Regions from separate parts of the Ovis aries genome. Here region 2 is linked to region 1. Evidence: chromatin contacts called from public Hi-C data. All regions are on one chromosome and are shown on one strand. Each heading gives the region's core, a stretch centred on a gene start, on an enhancer-like site or on the middle of the called end of the contact. The rest is flanking DNA. Distances are from core to core; before and after follow the strand shown. Region 1 has its middle 27 kb from the start of TPRG1. Region 2 has its middle 180 kb from the start of TRNAS-GGA.

The links. Hi-C and Micro-C count contacts between places; a contact is called where the count stands out from the background.
Region 2: a Hi-C map of muscle shows a contact between it and region 1, with 5 times the contacts expected there. The contact joins two enhancer-like sites. A contact is called at or near these places in 9 of 16 Hi-C or Micro-C datasets (hypothalamus, liver, mesenteric adipose tissue and 5 more).

The regions. Positions count from the first base shown.
Region 1 is chr1:199,000,662-199,004,126 of ARS-UI_Ramb_v3.0, forward strand. No RefSeq gene overlaps it. Among named protein-coding and RNA genes, the nearest start is that of TPRG1, 27 kb to the left of the region's middle. Within about 2 kb of position 2,035, at least 18 of the 54 cell types and tissues checked have an H3K27ac peak or open chromatin away from gene starts, as enhancers often do. A contact at or near this core is called in muscle and tail adipose tissue, where this site is marked.
Region 2 is chr1:199,178,126-199,181,345 of ARS-UI_Ramb_v3.0, forward strand. No RefSeq gene overlaps it. Among named protein-coding and RNA genes, the nearest start is that of TRNAS-GGA, 180 kb to the right of the region's middle. Within about 2 kb of position 1,611, at least 48 of the 54 cell types and tissues checked have an H3K27ac peak or open chromatin away from gene starts, as enhancers often do. A contact at or near this core is called in muscle and tail adipose tissue, where this site is marked.

The DNA.
Region 1 (3,465 bases), core at 785-3,284:
GCAACTAGAGCCAGGGACCAAGTGATATAGGTTTCGTGTTTAAGAAAGTTAATTTATTAATATAATGGGGGTGAGCATAAAATAAAGTTTAATGTAAGCAGCTCTAATGAAAAGCATAGGAAAGAAGTCAGTCTTAAAAGGCTACATACTGTATATGATTTCAGCTGTATGACATTCTGGAAAGGCAAAACTTGGGAGACAATAAAGAGGTCAGTGGTTACCAGGGAGTGGGGAAAGGGATGAACACAGAATGTTTTTAGGGCAGTAAAACTCTAATGCAACCTCTGTGCTTTGGTTGATTATGATATGTCAGTAGAGGTTCATGGGTAATCGGTGGTAACAAACATACTCCTCTTGGAACAGCTGATAGTAAATGGGGGAGCCACGTGGAATGGCAAGGAATACATAGGAAGTCTCTCTATCTTCCTCTTAATTAAGCTGTGAACCTAAAAGTGCTCTAAAAAACAGTATCTTTAAAAATATCAAGAATAAGTAGCATAATTTTGTCATTAATTTAAAATATAGGAAAATATCTAGGACCTAATATATGAGAAGGACAGGATGTGGTTAGCTCTAGGATCAGAACAGGAAAGGTCACGTTAGTGAAGGGACTGTCCACAGCGGTAGGTATTAAACTATGTTTTGCTGGGCTTCAGTATTGCCCCAAAGCATCTACATGCACCAAGGAAGGGAGATGGAGGGTGGGAGACAATTCTTCAGGCTCTAAACTGTCCCTTCTACTTCACCCTGAATATCTATGGCTTCAGCTAGTTTACATATGGGTTCCATGCTGCTGCTGCTGCTAAGTCGCTTCAGTCGTGTCCGACTCTGTGAGACCCCATAGATGGCAGCCCACCAGGCTCCCCTGTCCCTGGGATTCCCCACGCAAGAACACTGAAGTGGGTTGCCATTTCCTTCTCCAGTGCATGAAAGTGAAAAGTGAAAGTGAAGTCACTCAGTCGTGTCCGACTCTTAGCGACCCAATGGACTGCAGCCCACCAGGCTCCTCTGTCCATGGGATTTTCCAGGCAAGAGTACTGGAGTGGGGTGCCATTGCCTTCTCCGATAGGTTCCATAGGAGACTTCAAATAACTAAAGGGTCTAGAAGCTTGAGAGCATACGTATAGACACTTGTCCAGATTACTTTACCACTGAAACCTGATCCCAGATTTTCCTGCTAACTCATCTTATATGGACTCATTGCCTTACTCAGACATTCAAAGTCTTTCATGGCCTGGCCTCAACCTTTTTCCAGCTTTTGTCTATAACTTCTTTCCCACATTCCTTACTTATCAATCAGATTACCTAACAGTTTACACTCCTAAAATGGTGCTTTTTAAGATACAATTATTTGCTAACATGTCAGGTTTTTCCATTAGACTGGGAGCTCTTCAAGTCGTTTTCAGTCACTCAGTCGTGTCTGACTTTCTGTGACCCCATGGATTGCAGCATGTCAGGGAAGGGCAGGCGTCCCTGTCCTTCACTATCTCCCAGAGTTTGCTTAGACTCATATCCGTTGAGTCAATGATGCCATCTGACCATCTCGTCCTGTCACCCTCTTCTCCTCTTGCCTTCACTCTTTCCCAGCATCACGGTCTTTTCCAATGAGTAGGCTCTTCACATCAGGTGGCCAAAGTATTGGAGATTCAGCTTCAGCATGAGTCCTTCTAATGAATATTTAGGACCGATTTCCTTTAGGATTGACTAGTTTGATCTCCTTGCTGTCCAAGGGACACTCAAGAGTGTTCTCAAGCATCACAGTTCAAAAGCAACAATTCTTTGATGCTCAGTCTTCTTTATGGTCCTTCTTAATGCTCTTCAAGGGCAGGAACCATATTTTGTTCATTATAAGAAGGAAAGTGGGCCCCTTCTCCAAAGTGTTGGTTGAGCAAACGTTCTCACTTGAACTGCAGTGACCAGCAGTTGCCACCAGATGGCAGTGTGCGGACACTTTTCCCTTACCAACCAGAAGGGAGGGGGAAGGTTAGGGCAAATTGCCTTTCATCTCTGTCCTTGCAGACTGACAAACAAATCTCCGCAGACATCAGAGCTTGTGACTGGGCAGGAGACGTCACATGGTGAATCAGAACCTCAGGCGGCTGCTGTATTCCCTCGATACCGCCTCTCTCTGAAAACTTTCCTTCTGGAGGCTGAGAAAGGATTATTCTAGTCTGTGTTCTAGGACAGAGGAACTTGGAGTTGAGTTTGATTGTCACAGGCACACGATGACCATCTTTTCAACACTTAGGAGAAATGGCCACCAACACCCACTGATTGCTGCCATCTGTTGAGGTTTCTTAACCTCCTGCCCAGCCCCACCTACTACGCCCAGGCAACAAGCAGAAGTCAGCCAAACATGCCGGCTAACTTCTGAAGACAGCGGCTTCCCCAAGTTCCTGCCTCCTTCCGCACTGGAGAATCCTGGATGATCAGCTCAGGAGACCTTCAGGTGCTCTGAGCCTGCAGCCCCTCACCGCTTCACTACCTGGGGACCCTGTGCTCTGCTCTGGAATGTCTCAGAAGAAAATGGCTCCCAAATAGAAGACAGCCCCAGGCCAAGTGAAGAAACAAGGAGAAATATCTCCAAAAGACCTTCCAGACTCGAAGTGCCCTGGTACAAAAAGGGCCTTACCTTTTCACTTCCTTCTGTTTCTGTAGGCCTCTAATCTCACCACAGTCCAGGAAGGCAGGAGCCTTCCCTTCTTGCTCCTTTGAAAGCTTCTATGTTGTGTCTCCCATCATCCAAAATGCTCTAGCCCCTCTAAACTTGTCCTGTTCCTACAGACTTCTCCTTTTCTTCACTGCTAGAGTAGAGAGTATAATTGGATATAAGTCAAGAAGATTCTGAAGAGTTCAATTTCTTTTAGTCAAACAAGCTCCCAGTTCTAAGGGGATCTCCCTGAGATGGGTCTCACTGCTAACTCTGCTCCACCTTGAGCAACACACCTCGTTCAGTGGATAGAGGGGTAGTTAAGACCCAAGCTCTGGAGTCAGCAGATGTGGGTCAAATTCTGCCTCTGCCACATCCTAACTACTTGACCTTGGGTGAGTTGTTCAACCTCTCCAAATCTTAGCTTCCTCATCTATAGAATGGACGAAGCATCTACATATCTCAGAGGGATGTTGTACTCATTAAATAAGGCTTGTAAAGTATTTAGCACAGTACCAATTCAAGGGGCATTAAGTAAATGCTCGGACTCACTATTAGCATTAACAGAAATACCCTGCAGAAGACACAGCTCACTAGAAGTAACTCTTGGTGTGATATGCTAGAGAAGGAAATGGCAACCTACTCTAGTATTCTTGCCTGGAAAATTCCATGGACAGACGAGCCTGGTAGGCTACAGTCTATAGGGTCACAAAGAGTCAGACACGACTGAGCCACTTCACTTCACTTTACTTCACATTCAGCAAAGCTGCAGAAACATCTAAAGACTCCAAAAGCTTTTCATAAATCCTACTGGG
Region 2 (3,220 bases), core at 361-2,860, 180 kb after region 1:
CTTGGTTCTAATTCTGTGAACACCACCAGGGATAAGCTGTCCTTTTCCTGAGTGGGGTTGCATAAGTCAACTTTCCCAGTCCTTGGGACTTGGAGTGAGACGACCCAGATGTCCAGACTCACGGGGCATAGGCTGCTGCCATTCTCACCAAGCCAACTGTCCTCCCTCCCTCCACCAAGTAAGCTGGTCTCATCATTTGGGGAACTGCACCATCTCTTTGGGTTTCAGTGCCATGAACTTTCTCTCTCTATCCAGCCTCGGGAGAAGTGGGTTTGGATATCAGGGGGAAGTATCTGTTTGGCAATCCAACAGGGCCAGACAGCTTGAGAGGGGTGGATTTTAGGGGCTACCCCCTTGTGAGTATTCAAACCTTTGAAGCTTCATGGTAAGACTACTTTATATTCCTATGTTTCTCAGGAGTATACACAGATCCGCAAGTTTGGACCTTGGGGCTTTCAGAGGAGTCAAAAGTCAGTGACACTAAGTCAGTCAGTGACAATAAGCAGAGCTTTGCAGTTTGCAAGTGACAGTCACTTTTGAGCCTCATGATTTTGCTAGATGGGTCAGGAAGGTGTTACTGCGGCCAGCAACTGACATATAAGGGAATGAAGGAGTAGACAAATGGATGACTCATCCAAGGTCACACAGTAAGTGACAGAGCTCAAGTCTCCTGGAGCCAGCCACGTACCCAGACAGCCACCCCACAGCCTGCTCTCAGAAAGGAGACCAGAGAGGAGAAAGGAAGAGAAGGCCACGTAGGAGGAGGGAAGGAGGCAGAGGGAGCATCGCAGAAGAGGAAGGGCAAACCCTCCCCTCTAGTCCTGGGATCTGGGATGGACCTAGAACCTGTTCCACTAATCCTTCCCCACCCCACTCCCATTTCTCCTCCAGGACCCAATTAAATGCGCCAGAGGCTGTGCGGTAGGCAAGGGCTGCCGGGTAACATCTTTCCAGAGGCGCGAGCTTGGCCCCGCGGGGTGGCCCGGCCTTTCAAAGGCCACTTGTACACTGGGACGCCGCGCAGGGGCGGCCAGAGAGCCCGGGCCAGGAGGAGGGGCTGGGCCTGCCTTTGGTGCCTAGAAATCAAAGCAGCCAACCTTGGGGCTTTTTCTTCCCCTCACACTGAGGCACTTTTATTGGCGAGATGAAGGGAGGCAGAGCGGGCCTACAGTCCTCGCTTTGCTTTTGGAGGTTAATGACCCAGTTAGCAGCTCTTGGCTGCGTTTCCGACATTTTGCAGACATCAAGCCCTGCGTCTCTGCCAAGTACATTCTGTTCCCTGGAGCTCATCCAATGCATCTCAGATTACTATGTAATGCGACAAAGAGGGAGAGGTGGCTGGGAGGGGCGGCGGGGAGGGCGGGGGAGCAGGCGGGAGCGGGGAGGGCGGGACGCCAGAGTAGCCGGGTGGGGTTAAGGGGGATGCCACCCCCAATACAGCCACCCTTCTTGATAGGGGGCCCCAAGGTGAGGGTGCGGAGGGGGGCCCCGTGTCCAGGCAGTAAGTGAAGGAATCCTGCGGCTGGGAGCCAAGCCCCTAGCCCGGGGCTAGTGCAGGGTGAAGGCTGCGGGAGACTCCGCGGGCGGAGGGCGGGGAACAGACTGGAAGGGGGTGGGGCTAAGGGATAGGCCCTGCCCCCTGCAGCGCCAGCTGCCTGTGCAGCCCGCTCTCTAATTATAGACGTGAATGGAAAGCGGCAGCTTTTGAATGATTGTGTTGCTCACGCTGCCTTTGGAGGCTGAGGAGCAGGTGCTGCCCCGCTAGATACAAAGTGATTCATTTAACAGCCCTCTTGTCACGCACACACACTCACCGACGTACACGAAACCTCTGGCTTTATCCCACTACTGCCAGGCAGTGGTTCCAAAATTGGTTTAAGAGGCCTGGGCCCCGGGGGTCTGGGGCAAAGACTGTGGTGTTTTTCCTGTCTCTTTCATTCATCCGTCGAAAACTCCCCTTGAATGAGAAAATCCTTAGACTTTTGCAACCTTTGGGAAAGTAGCATCTTATTTTACAGATGGAGAAACTGAGGCTGGGAGAGAAGCTCGGGTGCCCTCGGGACATAGGATGAATCAATGCAGAGCTGAGAGAACCCGATCTCCCAATGGCCTCTCCCTTTCCCTCACCAGGCTGGAACCTGAGCAGCGTTCACTTCAATGACATTAATTTCCAGGCGTGGATCTCAACTCCATTCATCCATCCTCCCCTCTCCTTTCTCCCTGGGCTGCTCCCCCATCCTAGCCAGCACCTCCACCCACTCCCACACAAAACTTGCTAGTGCTGCCGATCCTCACTGGTAGGTTTAACAGTTCCAGAGCTGGAAACTGGGTAACTGAAAACCATGCCCATCTTCCTGTCAGGTATGTGTGAGTCCATCTGCTGTGCCTTCCATCAGCATAACTGCCTCATGAGGAACTGCAGAGGAGGCAATCCTAGACTCGCCTTCCTCAGTGTCTCACCTGTCTGTACGTCCACAGTGGGCCAAGCACACTCATGAGCTTCATGGCCACAGAAGCACAGTAGCAAGTCGTATGGAGTGTCAGCGAGGGACCTGACTTGTTCACAGTCGTCTGCTGGTGAGTGACCAACTTGGGAGCCACACTTGGGACTCCCCCCCTTGTCCTAGGGTGCGTCCAGTACTCATACTGTGGTCTTCCAGGGGAGCAAAGATCCACCTAGCCAGAGAGAGGAGTTGCTCAAAGTGACCTGGGCATCTCCAGCATGGCCATCGGCCTCGCTCCCTATGGCCTTGGATCACTACCCCCATATTCTCACCTCTACCCAAGTCCAGAGTATGAAACTGGGCACAAACAGCTGCAACTTTCCCCAGTGCCAGAAGTCTCCAAGGCCACTCATTGCTCCTGACTCCAAAAACCAAGGCCAGCTTCACTCACTTCTGGGACTAATCTAGCCCTTACCTTTGCTGACCACTCTGGACTTAACTCTAGGTCTGTCTCCCATGTGCGCTCAAGATCTCCACCAGATGTATGAATAAAGAAGCAACAACAAGTAGCACACTGGAAAAAAAGAGAGAGAGAGAAGGAATAGGTAACAGAATATTTTAATTGTTTTGTATTTGCCTCTTTGAAGCAAGGGCTTCCCTGGTGACTTAGTGGTAAAGAATCTGCCTGAAATGCAGGAGATGCAGGTTCAATCCCTGGGTCAGGAAGATCCCCTGAAGAAGGAAATGGCAACCCACTCTAGTGTTCTTGCCTAGAA